4 separate regions of the Sus scrofa genome follow, and all the other regions are linked to region 1. The links are chromatin contacts, called in public HiChIP or PLAC-seq maps. All regions are on one chromosome and are shown on one strand. Each heading gives the region's core, a stretch centred on a gene start, on an enhancer-like site or on the middle of the called end of the contact. The rest is flanking DNA. Distances are from core to core; before and after follow the strand shown. Region 1 holds the start of PIGV (GPI mannosyltransferase 2). Region 2 has its middle 20 kb from the start of RPS6KA1. Region 3 holds the start of RPS6KA1 (ribosomal protein S6 kinase A1). Region 4 has its middle 67 kb from the start of ARID1A.

Region 1 (3,634 bases), core at 670-3,169:
TGGCTAATACCTATCAAACTTTTAGGTATCACTTGTTTCTGGAATTCTTCTCTGACCCTCACTAGACTATGTGATATGCTCTCGTTACACTCTGCCTGGTCATCTTTATTGCTGTTGCTTATTTACGTTGTTTTATGAGGGCAGGGGCTTTTGTCCATTTTGCTCCTAACTATACCCTCAGGGCCTAGCATTACAAACAGGCATTCTGAGCCTGTGTTCTGACTGAGTGGAGCTGGCAAGAACTAGATACAGCTTCACCAGTTCATTGGCTCCGGATACAAAAATCACTGCTCCGAGTATTCCTCCCACCATATCTCACGTTGAGAGCAAAACGACAGAAGTCACAAAAGCCACAGGAAAATAATACAATATCTCCAGAAAAACCTGCCATGAGCAACAGTTCTCTTTCCTCAGCACAAGGGGGCGCCTGTTGCTTACTCCATCACCAGGAGGCCAGGAGGAAGGGAGGGGCTCCCAACGCCAAACGGGTTTGCTCATCAAAATTCAGTTCAAAAGCAAGCTTCTGAAATCCCCAGAGAGCAGCGGTAGTTTGTGAATCTACCCAACAGTTCCAATATCTGACTCGCTGAATCGAAAGGATTCGCGGGAACAGGCACAGCCAGCCTCACACGTCCGCTGGTTGCCTATCCTAGCGTTTATTCACTTTTTCCCTTCTTTCACTTCCCACCCACATGCAGAGGAGTTGGGAACAGAAGAGCACGTAACCCACCTCTGCCTCTTCACCAGGCTTCCATTCTTCCTTTCCTCTCTCTAGAGTCAAGCTCTAGACCCAGCGACAACAGAAGACGTGCAGCCTACCCTTAACTTACAGGTAAACCGAGTGAAAATAAAACCAGTGAGCTCCCTCTCTGCTCATTGAGGGCCTCACTTCCCAACAACCCCTCTAACGAAATCACAGATTCTGAACTGGCAGGGCACTTAGAGAGCAACCAGTTTTACCCTGTTTTCCTGTGAGATAAATATGCCCAGGGTAATAAAATCTCCAGAGTTTTTCCACCAGAGATCTCATTACACCCCATGAGGCCTGTGTAATTACAATCGCCATTTTATGGATGTGGAAACTGAGGCTCGCTGGGGTCAGGTGGCACAGCCAAAGCAATATTTAAAGAGAATGTCTTTTCTTTTCCTTTTTTTCCCTTCTGAAACCTCATAGTCTACCAGCCCTCACTCCTGCCAAAAGGGTTGCAGTCTTCCAGAAACTGGATTACAAGCCGGGTCTCCAAGCCCAGTACTTGTCTGACAGCGCAAGCTCTTGCTGTTTGTACTCAAGGCAGGGAGGGCCCAATCTGGGCCGATAGGAAAACCTGTGGAATTGGAGCCCTAGTTTCTCTGGATAAGATTAACATCCTCTGTGGGGTAGGGAGGTCGCTCTGACCCAAGGTCCTCAGGACCAGAGGTTTTGCTAGCTGCCGCGAGGCAGAGGCCATCTTTCCCAAGCCCAGCCGGGTCCGAAGCCCGTTCTCGCGTTCTCCTTTTCGGACGTAGTCCCAACCAGGGACTGGGCATCTCCTCTCCACAAAGGGGACACGGCTCAGCGGTTAACTCCCGAGGGAACCGGTGGGGCCCGGTCCGGCCTAGGGCCGGAAGGCAGGGGCGGGCTGCAGGCTGTAAAGGAAGAGGCGGCACTGGGAGGCCGCTATGGCGGAGGGGCGGGGCTCCTCGCTTCTCGCGGCCTCCGCCTCATTTCCCTCGGCCTCCGTTTGACAACTTCCCTCCCCCTGGAACTCCTAGGCTCCCAAGCTGGCGCCGGGTCCCCGGCACCCGCTGCTCTCAACCTCCCAGGCGGGGCCCGAACCTTAGCTCGTCCATCCGGGGCCCCGAGCGGTCGCGCCTGCGCACTGGCTCCGCCGATGGCGGCCCCGCCCCGCTCCTGCCGGGATTCTGAGCTGCCCCGCCCCCCTCCGCGGCGGCCATGTTGACTCCGGGCGAGTGGGGCGGGGACGAAGGATCTCGCGGTTCCGCGCCAACCCCACCCCCACCCCACCCCCGCATTGGCACCTTCCTGCCTTGGTGACACCTGAGGAATTCCAACTCCTCAAGCCCCTTCCCCCGCCTTCATTTAGCCCGTCGGGGCTGCTGGCTTAGAGTCGATGCTCTTGGCCCAGTTCCGCCCCGCAAACACCAACTGAGTTGCCCTGTGGGCCGAGGCTCTCGGAGTTGGGGGCTGCCCTGCGGCCTCTTCGCAGAAGCCCGAGCCGCACTTTCCCTGCTGTTCGGCAACAACAGGTCAGCACAGGGCCTGGAGCAATAGCTGTTCTTCTTTGAATAGAAAAAGAAGCCTTTTGGGGTTTCTGTGGCCAGCAGCGGCACCGTGCGTCCTGGTTGTGAAGAAAGTGGGGGTTCCCCCTGGCTTTCCCCTCCTCCAGCTACTAAAGACCTGTCCTGCTTCGGTCCTCAGCCCCAGCTCAGGTGACTAATGAGGATGGTGAAGGAAACTTTAGAGGACCCCCCCACACCGCCCCGGGACTCCTTCAAGCAGTTTCTCTCGTAGGAAGCGGGGCCAAAAAAGAAAAAAAAAAAAGAAGAAGCAGCTAACTCAACAAAACTGTCTGTTAGGGAGGAGCGGCCAGTTGGTGCCCCTGTAACGGAAACTGTTAGAACAACTTTGCACCCTCCTTAAAGGAAATAGATAATAAATCCTTCTCCGTTGGTGGATTTCTCATTTCTCAGGATTCCAAAGCCCTCTGTGGTTTCAGTTATCTGCCCTCCAAACGAAGCTAGGGTCTGTGTTAGCTTCTGGCCACAGCCCTGGCTGAGGGAGGGGTTTATCTTCCGCAGCAGCTAATAGGGTGGGAACAAAAGAACTGTTTGCTATCTCTCCAAGCAATGACAACTAGCCCACAGCAGTTCTGGGGGGCCAGAGACTGGATCTTTTGATTCTTTATTGCTCATTTTAGGTCCTGAGACCTAAACTTCCTCAGGTTTTGTTGCGTTTAAGGTGGATAAATCACATTTTCATCCTGGTGTGTTGGAGGAGAAGGGGTAAAATGGAGTTTAAAAGACTCTTCTCCCAGGTTTTATGGTGACATACCTTGTTCTCAAAAGCTCCAGAGGCATGTGAGTGAATCAGCAAAGCTGTGGGGCACACTGCTGACTGGGGCCTAAGGTTGTGGCTTGAATCTCTAGAAGTCTATGAGGCTCCAAGCAGCACTCTGTTTGCAGAAACAAAATTGAGAAATGAACTATCCTTCCTTTGTGAGAAAGACATGCATTCTTAAGGTTCCCTCTGTCCACATCAAGTTTCCTCAAAAATCTATTTGTAAAAAGGACAGGGGCCTCTTCTGACAAGTCAGAATGTTTTCTAAAGCTCAGCTGTCATCCTTCAGATCTTCAGCTCTACTTTCTTGCAATTTCTCCTTCCTTTCCTTCTCAACTACCCACCCCCTCCTCTTCCGCTCTGTTTCCTGTTTCATTTTCTGGCTCCTGCTCCGACTGGAAAACAAGGAAGCTGAATCTCTGCTCTGAAAGCTCTGGCTTATCAGAATGGAAGAAGACTAGGTGGGATGGGAGGGGGGTTCTGGGCCTCCAAGGCTGTGAGTAAGTAGTGGAGGAGGCAGCTCACTCCAGTCTGCGTTTAGAGTCTGCAGCTAAAATGGAGCCTGTATCTACACGG
Region 2 (3,634 bases), core at 828-3,327, 240 kb after region 1:
ACCACAGCTCACAGGAATGCCAGATCATTAACCCACTGAGCAAGGCCAGGGATTGATGCTGCATCCTCACGGATGCTAGTCAGATTCGTTTCTGGTGAGCCACGACGGGAACTCCTATCAATATTTTATTTAAAAATTTTTTACAATAAGCACCTATTTGTAATTTAAAATAAAAACAACATAAAGATCGTTATAAACATAAGCGTAAAATTAAATGTTCATCAGTAAAATACTAAATGGATTATGTGGTACCCATGTTCTGGAATATCATGGACTCTTTAAAAATGAGGAATCCAAAAAAATGTCCACAGTATATAGCAAGTTGCAAGACAGTATGTGTAGTGTGACCCATATATATACATACACACATATATGTATATATTCTTATATATGTAAGTGTTACAAATAAATGAGAAAAACCACAGCTATCTCAATGGTGAAGGTGAATGTTTTTCAACTTTCAAATCTCTCTCTCTCTCTCTCTATATATATATATATATATACTTTTTTTTTTTTTGTCTTTTTAGGGCCACACCCGCAAATATGGAAGTTCCCAGGCTATGGGTCCACCACATCCTTGAACTCTACCACAGTCAGTGGCAACGCCAGATCCTTAACACACTGAGCAAGGCCAGGGATCGAACCCCTTCCTCATGGATAGTCACGTTCCTTAACCACTGAGCCACGACGAGAACTCCAAATCCATAATTTTGTAAGTTTTACATTTAAAAAAAATAAGACACATGAGGCGTTCCCATGTTGCTTCAGCTGATGAAGTACCCAGCGTTGTCACTGCAAAGGCTTGTGTTGCTGCTGTGGTGGAGGTTCAATCCCTGGCCAGGGAACTTCCACATGTCGTAGGTGTGACCCCCCCCCCAAAAAGAACATAAATGAGATAGATGAATTACTTTCACATAAAGAAAAACAACACTGAATGGACCCCGCGTTGCTGTGGCTGTGCTGTAGGCCGGCAGCTACAACTCCGATTTGACCCCCTAGCCTGGGAACCTCCATATGCCACAGTTGGGGCCGAGAAGAAAGGAAAGAAAGGAAAGAAAGGAAAGGAAAGGAAAGGAAAGGAAAGGAAAGGAAAGGAAGGAAGGAAGGAAGGAAGAAAGGAAGAAAGGAAGAAAGGAAGAAAGGAAGGAAGGAAGGAAGGAAGAAAGGAAGAAAGGAAGAAAGGAAGAAAGGAAGGAAGAAAGAAAGAAAGGAAGAAAGAAAGAAAGAAAGGAAGAAAGAAAGGAAGAAAGAAAGGAAGAAAGGAAGGAAGAAAGGAAGAAAGAAAGGAAGAAAGGAAGGAAGAAAGGAAGGAAGAAAGGAAGAAAGAAAGGAAAGAAAGGAAGGAAGAAAGGAAGAAAGGAAGGAAGAAAGAAAGGAAGGAAGAAAGGAAGAAAGGCAGAAAGGAAGGAAGAAAGGAAGAAAGAAAGGAAGAAAGAAAGGAAGAAAGGAAGAAAGAAAGGAAAGAAAGAAAGAAAGAAAGAAAGAAAGAAAGAAAGAAAGAAAGAAAGAAAGAAAAGAAAAACACTGAAGAGGAAAGAAAGAAAAGAAAAACACTGAAGAGGGGAAAAGCGGTGGCGAGGGTGGGGTGGGGTGGTTCCCATTTGTTTCCCGGGCCCACGGCATAACAGCATCAGAAAGCAAAGGACTCTGATTCTGTGAACCTCAGTCCTATGTTAAACCGTTTGAGCTCCTACCAACTACTCCGGTGGGCAGGAAGGGCTAACTGGGCACCCTGTCTTCAGCGGTTTGGGCTGCCCTCCTGTGCCTAGGTACTCTTTTGCAGACTACAACGGAAAGGAGGCAGTTCAAATTGCTCCTCTTTTCTATGCATGGGGACACTTCCAATACCTCTGCAAGTAGAGTAAGGTTTGCAGGAGCCAAGTAAGGGGCAGGGGGTAAAAGGCCCTCGGGCCTGGAGCTCTTTCTAGATGTTTGTGGCCTGAGGCCCCCAAACCACCTCTCTCCCCCAGTCTTGTTAAAACTGAAGATGAGGGCGGGCTCTGCAGGCACTGCAGGGCTTTGCTGAGGTTCTCCGGGTGGGGCCGCCCCGCAGCGAGTGGAGGGAGCTGCTGAGCCCCCAACCACTTGGGGGACAAGTGAGCAGTTCCTGGAAGGTGGGGGAAACGAGTGCCATGGCTATCTCTATAACAACCGGCTGGGGGCCCCCCATCAGCCGTCTCTATAAAAACCATCGCCTACAGATCTAGCCCCCAGATTGAGTCCCAAGATTTCCTGGCCAGTTCCAAGAACCCAGCCCAGAAAGTGGGCGGGGTTCCTGCCGCCTCCTCCTCCCCTCCCCCCTTGGGCCCTTCTCGCTTTTAGGCCCCAAATCCCCGCCCAACTCCAGGACCAGCCCATTCATCTCCCAACACTAGTTGGCCCCGCGCTCGCTCAAACCACCGCCGGTGCGCCCCCAAACTCCTTGTTCTGAGCCTCCCCCACCCCGCCCCATTTCCGCATAGTTCGTGCTCCCGGCACCCCGCGCGCGCCTCGGGTACCTCCTTGGCCCGCGGGAACCGAAGCCCGGAGACTCCGCCCGTCCTAGGCCCCGCCCTAAAGCCCCACCCTGGCACGTGCCCGCGCGGGACCGATAGCCTCTCAGAGCTCCCAAGGTGACCCCTTGGAAGTCAGTCCCTGGCCTTACTATCAACCCCTGGGATCTGCCTTTGAAGGATTGGGAGGGGGGGTTCGCGGCGTTCTGAGAAGTTCAGAAGCGATGCAGGCCCGGAAGCGGAAGCAGAGGGTTGGAGAAGGCCGGACGTCGGGGCAGCGAGGACCACAGAGATCGAGCCCACGCCCACCTCCTTCCCTCCCGGCGGGCACTCTTGGGAGTGGGACTAGACGCTCGGTCTGGGTCGGGAGGGCTCGGAGCCTGAATCTGAGCAAGGGCTGTCCCAGTACCCGCCAGGTGTGCTGCGCGGGACATGCGGCGGGGCGGGGTGGTCCCGGGAGCAATTGGGGGGCGGAGGACTAGTCAAGTGAGCTGTAAGTCCCCGGCCTAGGATCGGGAATCGAGGGTCCAGCCAGAGGGACTGTGGTGAAATTAGGTCCAATGGCTCTCTCTGCCTGAATGCCGTGACTAGTCCTGGCAAGAGTGTGGTGTTGGGGCTCTGCCTCCGTAGCACCTCCTAGGTAGGGCGCGGAGCTTGGCTCTAAACTGCCACCGTGTGGCCGCAAGGAGCAGCGCCTGTCTGGCACCTGGAGACTCCACAGGGCTGGGGCGTGGGACCAGGTCCTGGCAGCTATCTATCCCTCGGGGATACCGGCTTTAGAGGCTCTCTTCCTCCCAAGTTAGGTTCCAGGAATGGGATTGAGGTTGCCGTGGTGGCGTTGGAGTGGTCACCAGGCCTTCATCCAGTCGCTGTCAATCCTGCTCAGCTGTCTGGGACTCTTGTGGACACCCAGCATCCGCCAGCATCCTGCTTACTGAATACAAGTTGTGGATGAAAATGATCCCTCTCAAAGGCAGCAAGTCCTCCAACAATCAACCAGCTTTTCCTAAGCATCTACTATGTGAGAGATTAATAAAGATGAATAATTAAGTAGGGAAAGCCCTCTCATGTTCATAGTTCTCCATTCTCATGAAAATAACGTAACTTTTGGAGTTCCCTTGTGGTGCAGTGGGTTAAGTATC
Region 3 (3,634 bases), core at 746-3,245, 220 kb after region 1:
CAGGGCTCTGCACCCTCTCAGAGCCAGAAAGTAGAGACCAGAACCCAGCCTTGGCCACTGGAGCAATAGTGGCCCAGAGAGGCTAAGGACTGACTGAGGGTCGCACAGCATTCCCAAGGTAGTGCCAAGAAGCTCCTGGAGAAAACACAGCCCCTCCAACCCTAGGAAATAAGCCAGTTTTTCCCTCTCAGAGTTTGGGTGCAGTAGTGCTAAAACTGAGTTGAGTTTCCTGTTTAAACCTGGCCCCTGCCTCAGGATTCCCCAAAGGGAAGCAGGAAGTAGTGCCCTGGACTGGGAATTGAGCTCCTGAGTGTCCGCCTCCCCTGCTAGTGTAACACACGGTATGTTCTCAGCTGAGGTCCCCCCCGGCCTCTCCCAGTCTACCTTCCTCTGAGAGATCTAGGTCGCAGGAGCGTGCCAGGGCAAAGGAATCCACCTCAGAGCAACCCCCCCAGCCCCTTGTGCCCCAGTCGGGGGGCGGGGGTTGGTGCAGTGTGGATAGGGGCTGCAGAGGGCAGTGTTCCTCACCTCAGAGGGTGAGTCAGCGAGAGAACCTCTGAGCTGAGCAGGGCCTGTAAAAACCCTATGGCAGGGATCCCAGAGCAATTTACTCCAAATTGGGCCTTCAGGTTGGTTACCTAATCCTGCCGCGCCCACCCTCCAATAGCCAGTGTCAGCAGTGACCATCCCTTTAAAGGGGCAGCACACCAGGGGTCCTCACTCTGATCTCAATCTGTGGCCCTGAGAGGCAAGGCACTTGGTGGTTGCCTCAGGTAAGTACCAAGGAGGTGTACTCAGCAGGGGCTATGAGCTGAAGCCAGGGGAAAAGCACCTTGGCTCCCAGGCTCACTGAGGTCCCCATACCCCCTCCCCTCCGCATATCCCCATATCTCCTCTGGAAAGGCAGTATCACCTACCTACTTCCCAGAATGAGGCTGAGGAGAAAGTTTTCTCCACCTGCTGGTTCAGGGGCTTGACCTTGACCCTGGAGGTCAAAGAGCACAGGAAGAGCTGGCCTTTTGCAAGTTTGGAGCCTATCATCTCAGAATCCTCAGAGGGCAGGAAGGAGTTGCTTCTGGAAGAGGCTAGGCAGGCAGAGGCCAAACTCCTCAGGGGCCCAACCCTTCTTATTGGGGGGGGGGGGACAAGAAGCAGCGGCAGCCACCAAGGTCCTCCCCCTCTCCAGGAATAGTCGTCACAAGGACTAAGGGCTTTTCCCCATTCTCTTCTCTACAGCCCGGGGCAGGGGACACAGGTGTTCTCTGACCCTAGCCTGGGGCAAAGAAAACCAAGAGTTTCTGCCCCAGACGGGCCGTGTCACCCCAAATTCCACAACTGCCAGGGTCAAAGGGGCAATCCTTCTAGGGTCAGCAGCGGAAAAGCTGGGAGATCTTCCGGTAGGGCGATGCGCGATGTCAAGGAGAAGTGGGGGGTCCTACGACCCTTGTCTCTTGTAGAATCCGAGACATCTGGCAGCCCGGAGCTGGCCGCCTGGGCTAATGAAGGAAACTCCCACACCTCCCGGTACAGGTCCTAGGTGTAGGGAGAGGTAAGGGGAGGCCAGATCTCAGCGCACCGCGGGATCCCCTCTCCACGCTAAGGGATTTCTCGGCACTTGGCGGAACTGTCCCTCGCTCACACACACCCAGGACATAAGGGGGTGGAGCCGGAGAGGGGCCAAGAGATCGGAGGGCACTCGCGTCCTCGCAGGCGCCCGCCAGGCTCCGGCGGCGCCGCGGGCCGCCCCGCCCCTGTAGGGACCCGGGCTCGCCGGCCGCCAGCGCCCTTCTCCCGCCCAGCTCACTCACCTCCGGGTCCAGCGGCACCAGCTCCATGAGCGGCCAGGGCTCCTTGAGCTGAGCGAGAGGCATCGCGCCGCCGCCAGGCCGCCGGAGCTCCACCGGCGGCGCCGGCTGCGCCGCCTCTCGGGTACCAGGGTCCCCGGCTCTGAGCCCTCGTGCCCCCTCGCCCCAGCAGAGACCCCGGCACTCAGGCTGGGCCGTCCACCACAGCCGCCGCCGCGGCACTCGCACTTCGGCTCCCTCCGTCACCCGGCGCCGCCGCGCCCATTGGCTACCTGCGCGGGGGCGGAGCCAGTAAAGCCACGCCCCAGCCCCCGCGGCGCGGCATTCCCAGCGCAGACCCCCCGCCCCCTCTGCTAGGGGAGTGCTGGCCCCGCCTCCACCGCCAGCCCGGGGTCGGTCTTCTGCTCCGCCCGGGAGAGGTCCGCTTGACTTCTCCCTCTCAGACCTGGTTTCCTCCGCGCTGACCTCTCCAGGGCCACCAATCTCCTCGACTCAGCTCGTTTTGAATTGCTCCTTTTCCCTCCAGCCGCCCTGTTTGCCCTGTTCCCGTCTCCTCCCAACCCCTCCCCCCACACACAGACACACTAAATGACCTGGCCCTGACCCAGGCGGAGGCTGGAAAGGAGCCTGGGCCCTACTGCCCTCATTAGGAGGCCCTAGGACAATCCCCCTTACGGAAGCCGACACTGAGATCCCCTGGGGATCCCAGCGCCCCAACCCCAGGTAAGGTTTCCCCATCATCAGAACCCAGAGTGATGTCTTAATACACAGAATTTCTCCAGAAGCAGGACCAGCTTCTGGCTGATTTGGGCTTGTGCCTCCTCTAAGGAGAGTGGGTACCATGCTCCCAGGATTGACTGACACTGGACTGCCCTTGGAGTAAAAGGCCGGGAGAGAGAGTCTCCCTGGAGAGATTCAGCCTCCACCGAAAGAGGTGCTAGGGGTCCAGGCTTGCTGAGATTTATTCACACGTGGGGGCTTGGAGAGATGGGCTTGTTTTTTTTCATGGGCGAGGAAGAATGGCCATTTACAAAAGCTGTTCTAAAGCAGGACTGTTTCACAGAAGCCTTCTTTCAACCAGGTTTCACCAATGTGTGATTTCCTTGGATCCTCACCACCACCTAGTTTACACATCATAAAACAGTCTCCGAAAGGTATGAGTTACCCAGGGTCACGCAGCAGGTGGGAACAGATTAGGATTTTTAAAAATCAAAGTGCTTGAGAATTTCTCCTAAATTAAGATGCTCCCATGGAGTTCCCATGGTGGCACAGTGGTTAACAAAACCGACAAGGAACCATGATGTTGTGGGTTCAATCCTGGCCTTGCTCAGTGGGTTAAGGATCCCACGTTGCCATGAGCTGTGGTGTAGCTTGCAGACACGGCTCAGACCCCACGTTGCTGTGGTTCTGGCTTAGGCTGGTGGCTACAGCTCCGATTAGGCCCCTAGCCTGGGAACCTCCATATGCCGTGGGTGCGGCCCTAGAAAAGACAAAAATAAAAATAAAAAATAGATGCTGTGGATATAGCAATGAACAAAAGAAAGTCCCTCTTCTCATGGAGTTTACATTCAGTCTAGTGTGATTAGATAAATAATTATAGCTAACATTAACATAGTACTTACTGTGGACCAGGATGTTCTAAGCACTTTACCTGCAACTCAATCTTCACAACCACCTTATGAGGTAGGTACTACTACTATCTCCAGTGTACAGATGAGGAAATGAGTAGAGAGAGTTAAGCATCTCATTTTCTGGGTCCCCCCAAGGTCGCACAACTGGAAAATGGCAGAGCTGAAAGACAGTCCTGGCAGACCGGGCCCAGAGTTCAT
Region 4 (3,634 bases), core at 312-2,811, 150 kb after region 1:
GGACTGAGGTGTGGAATTCAGGAATAAGTAACCAACCGCTTTAACAAAAAAGTTATCATTTAAAATAAAATGGTAAATTTTTTGTCATTTTTACTTGAGGGGACAAATTGTCAAAATGTTTTCAAAACCAAAAGAATGACAGCTCTCAGATGGGAGGAGGAATAAGAGAATTACCTAATCTAAGAGAAAACATTACACGTTGTGTTAAAAAAACTTTGCATTGAACAAATAAATGCATCACCTCTAAAAGCTCCTTGTGCCTGCTAAGATCTGGACTTGGCCCTTCTTCTAATTTAGTAATTGCTACACAGTTGATTTGGGATAAACTGTTTCTATGGCGTTTGCCAACTGGGCTGGGGTGGTCTCCGGAAGGATTGAAGGTCCCAAAAGAAAGACGAGGGAACTGGCTTTCCTACGTGGTTTAAATTGTAGGATGTCGAGAGTTACTCCTTGCAGTGTCGGTTACGGTGCCTGATTTTGGGAACAACTCGATGGGCCTTTAGAGTCCAGCCTGTCCGCGCTCTAGACCTCAACTTTCCCCTCTGTAAAATGGAGCAGGCGATCGCTACCGTAGAGAGGAAGAGTACAGGAATTACTACCCGCAGCCCCAATGTGAAAGCAGCCATCCAGTTAGGACAGGGAGGAGGCGGCGCCGAGAGGAGCGAGAACAGGGCAGTTTGCAGGAAGTGCTTCAGGGTAGGGAGGGGAGACAGAAGGCGGAGGCGGGAATGTGAAAGCCGAGCCCTAGCTGCGGAGTTAGTACCAGAGCTCAGGGGAGGCGGGGCAAAGCTGGGGTGAAGGGGTTAGTCAGTGGATGGGCAAGACAAGCCACCTCCCCCGGAGAGAGGGCTGGGTGCGGGGGAGACTCTGAGGTGGCGGCTGAGGAACGTGGGGGGAGGGGGGAAGCGAATGCGCTCAGGAAAGGGGCGGGAAGCGCGCGCCCACCGCACGCATGCGCGCGCCCAACTCCTCCAGGTCGCGGGCCTGGGCTTCTGAGCGCGCGCCTAGCGCCGACGGTGCGGACGTTACAGGAGGTGGAGCCACGGGGCCCCTCCCCGCCGGGACCTGGCAGTCTTGCTGCGCGTCTCTCGAGGAGGCGGGTTACCACTTGTTTCTTCAGTGGGGATTTAGGAGGCAGGGAGAGGGAACTCGTTTCCCTCCTTTGCTCTTTTCGTTCCCCTCCCCCACGAAGAATGGGGCGGGAGGTCCTGGGCGTGTCAGGGAGAGTCCGCTCCGGGTTTTCCCGCCCACTTTAACTCTGTGAGCGCTTCGACCGCGCGGCGTTTCACTCCACCCGGCGCGTCCGAGCCCTCCGCCGGAACTCGTTCCGCCTCCCCCTCCCACATCTTTCTCCAAGAATGGAAAGTGGGAGCTCGGACCTCTTTCCCTGAGCTCCTCAGACTAAGCAGACATTCGCTCTCTTTTCGGAGTTCCAACTCCGACAGTCCCTGGCAGCTAGAATTCTCAAATCACGTCGCTCTGAGGGACTACTTGACGTCTCCGTGCGCCCGGTAGTGCGGCCACGCTCTGAGCTCTTCCTGGAAACTCCCGCCTCGGGGAGCCAGGAGAGCCCGGCCGGGGGAGGGGAACGGAGGGGGCGCACACGCCCCCTGTCCCGGGGGAGGCTCCGCGCCCCCGCCCTCCTCCCGGCGGGGAGGGGAGGGAAGGCGCGAGAGGGGGAGGGGAGGGTACGGAAACGAGGAGGGGGGTGGCTTCCCGCCCCACCCCCACCCCCACCCCCACCCCCCGCCTGGAGAACAACGGGTTCCCGCTGCTGCCCCCTGCTGCCCATAGCGCCCCGCACCCCACGGTCCTGCCCGGCCCCGAGAGGGGCGTGGGGGGCGCCGCAGCCGCCCTGGCCGTGGGAACCAGAGCCGAGGCTTATAAGAACTGACTGGTTTCCTGTCAGAAAACTTCGTTAGAGAAGCCCGTTGGGCCAATTTGGTCCCAGGCAGAGTTGGCCACATTTCCCTACAGCTCGGTGACCTCCCTTCTACTTTAAAACAACGGTGAATAATCTTGAGGGAAGCAATCGGTTGATAAAACCAAGAGCTACACCACGTTGTACCGCTCTGACTCAAAGGAAATTAAACAAAATACTGATTGTGGGGAATTTTTAAAGGGCTACCAAGAGGAGGAACTCGGGTTTTTCAAGTGAAAGCTTTTTTTTTTCTCTCTCTGTATGTACACAAAGATGTAAGTCGTGAGTTTTTTACAGCAGTACATCTGCTTGTAAGCGTACTTGAGTTTGTGGTTTAAAAAAACCTTCGTGAACTTTTTAAAAGACGTTTGTTTCTGAATCCAACAGGAAAAAAACCAATTCGAAAAAGCCTGAAAAAGTTCAATTAGAATAGCAGCCACATTTCAACATTTCCCAGATTTTGCAATATTAAACTGTGAGGGTTTGTGCCAAATTTTAAGGCAAGAATTCTTACTGCCAAATTACAAATTTCTCAAAATGAGGGGTGTTCAACCAAATTGCTGCCAGACCCCATAAACAGGCACTAACAGCACTGCTATAATTACACCTTATTATCTCCCTCGCAGCCTTACTTGATTCCCTGCCGGATAAAATCCTCATCCCGGGTGTCACTAGCTGGCCTTTTTCTGGGGCTGAACAATCACACACTTCCCATGCCTCAGTTCCTTCAACGCCTCTTAAGCTGTATAACTGATCTCCTTCAATTCCATTCTTCACAGTCCATCTCTCCCCAAAATGCAACCCAATCAGGTTATTTTCACCCCAGCTTCCCTAGAGACTAAGAAATGAAGATGAAAACAAATTTATCAGAATTACAAGAAAAATTTCTTTGAAGAAAAGGATTTAGGCCAAGAAACCAAATTTGTTGTTTAACTCAAGTGCCCTACAGGGATTTAGCATAGTGGGTTGAATGTAGTTAAACCAGCTTAATCACCTTCTTTGTTCTGGGCACTTTGCATTTATTTAATGTTGTATTTTAACACGATTTGACACAACCTAAACTAATTTCCCCTATTAGTAGATGCTACACTGTAGACCATACAACATAACCAGACATAAGTTTCTGTATGGAACCTTTGACTTTGGATAGAATTCTATACTAAACTGCTATATGACCAAGACTAAACAAGTGGGGGTTTTAGGGGGGGAGGGGTGGAAAGGAAGTCATGTTTTCATTTTTTTTTAATCCAGAGATTTAAAAAACACAAAAGATTGGCCATTGTACTCTAATTAATTCTTTTGGTGAGATCTATAGCTCTACAACCCTTATGAAGAGCCACATTTACTCATTTTTGTCTGAAAGTGGGTTTGTTTCAACCGGGGAAAAAAGGAAGAGAGCATGCTGGATCTCATGCCCCATAGATTCTAACTCTTCTACCCTTTACTCTTCCTCTTAAATAACAATTCTATCCCGCTTCTCACCAGCCCCAGATTGAGGGGCATTCATTCACAAATGACTCTTGAGCTTCCTTCTGAGTGTCTGCTTCCTTATAAAGCCAAAAACCTCAATACTAAGGCTCAGTGAATTAAGGCTTGTAAAGATGCAGGCCAAAAACCTAAATGCCTGGGAGAAATAATCTCTTTTCTGTTCTACCTTTACATTTTTTTCCAACTGTGCAAGAATAATATCTGTCTTTTACTATGTGTGAGAGA

The links. HiChIP or PLAC-seq counts read pairs in DNA pulled down with a chosen protein or histone mark.
Region 2: an H3K27ac HiChIP or PLAC-seq map of alveolar macrophages shows a contact between it and region 1. The contact joins the enhancer-like site here to the promoter of PIGV in region 1. A contact is called at or near these places in 2 of 5 promoter capture datasets (fetal liver and liver), 13 of 47 Hi-C or Micro-C datasets (alveolar macrophages, blood, embryonic fibroblasts and 8 more) and 2 of 2 datasets of contacts at active chromatin or transcription factors (alveolar macrophages and skeletal muscle).
Region 3: a contact with region 1 is called in an H3K27ac HiChIP or PLAC-seq map of alveolar macrophages. The contact joins the promoter of RPS6KA1 here to the promoter of PIGV in region 1. A contact is called at or near these places in 1 of 5 promoter capture datasets (fetal skeletal muscle), 1 of 47 Hi-C or Micro-C datasets (liver) and 2 of 2 datasets of contacts at active chromatin or transcription factors (alveolar macrophages and skeletal muscle).
Region 4: an H3K27ac HiChIP or PLAC-seq map of skeletal muscle shows a contact between it and region 1. The contact joins the enhancer-like site here to the promoter of PIGV in region 1. A contact is called at or near these places in 3 of 5 promoter capture datasets (fetal liver, fetal skeletal muscle and liver), 14 of 47 Hi-C or Micro-C datasets (alveolar macrophages, brain, embryonic fibroblasts and 7 more) and 2 of 2 datasets of contacts at active chromatin or transcription factors (alveolar macrophages and skeletal muscle).

Annotation. Positions count from the first base shown.
Region 1 is chr6:84,128,196-84,131,829 of Sscrofa11.1, reverse strand. PIGV (GPI mannosyltransferase 2) reads right to left here and starts at 1,919. Exons shown (of 4, transcript XM_003356221.4): 1 at 1,817-1,919.
Region 2 is chr6:83,883,369-83,887,002 of Sscrofa11.1, reverse strand. No RefSeq gene overlaps it. Among named protein-coding and RNA genes, the nearest start is that of RPS6KA1, 20 kb to the left of the region's middle. Within about 2 kb of position 2,077, at least 74 of the 83 cell types and tissues checked have an H3K27ac peak or open chromatin away from gene starts, as enhancers often do. A contact at or near this core is called in alveolar macrophages, embryonic fibroblasts, fetal liver and 7 more, where this site is marked.
Region 3 is chr6:83,903,485-83,907,118 of Sscrofa11.1, reverse strand. It overlaps RPS6KA1 (ribosomal protein S6 kinase A1), which reads right to left and starts at 1,995. Exons shown (of 22, transcript NM_001243214.1): 1 at 1,809-1,995. The coding sequence starts at 1,871.
Region 4 is chr6:83,980,563-83,984,196 of Sscrofa11.1, reverse strand. No RefSeq gene overlaps it. Among named protein-coding and RNA genes, the nearest start is that of ARID1A, 67 kb to the left of the region's middle. Within about 2 kb of position 1,561, at least 82 of the 83 cell types and tissues checked have an H3K27ac peak or open chromatin away from gene starts, as enhancers often do. A contact at or near this core is called in alveolar macrophages, brain, embryonic fibroblasts and 6 more, where this site is marked.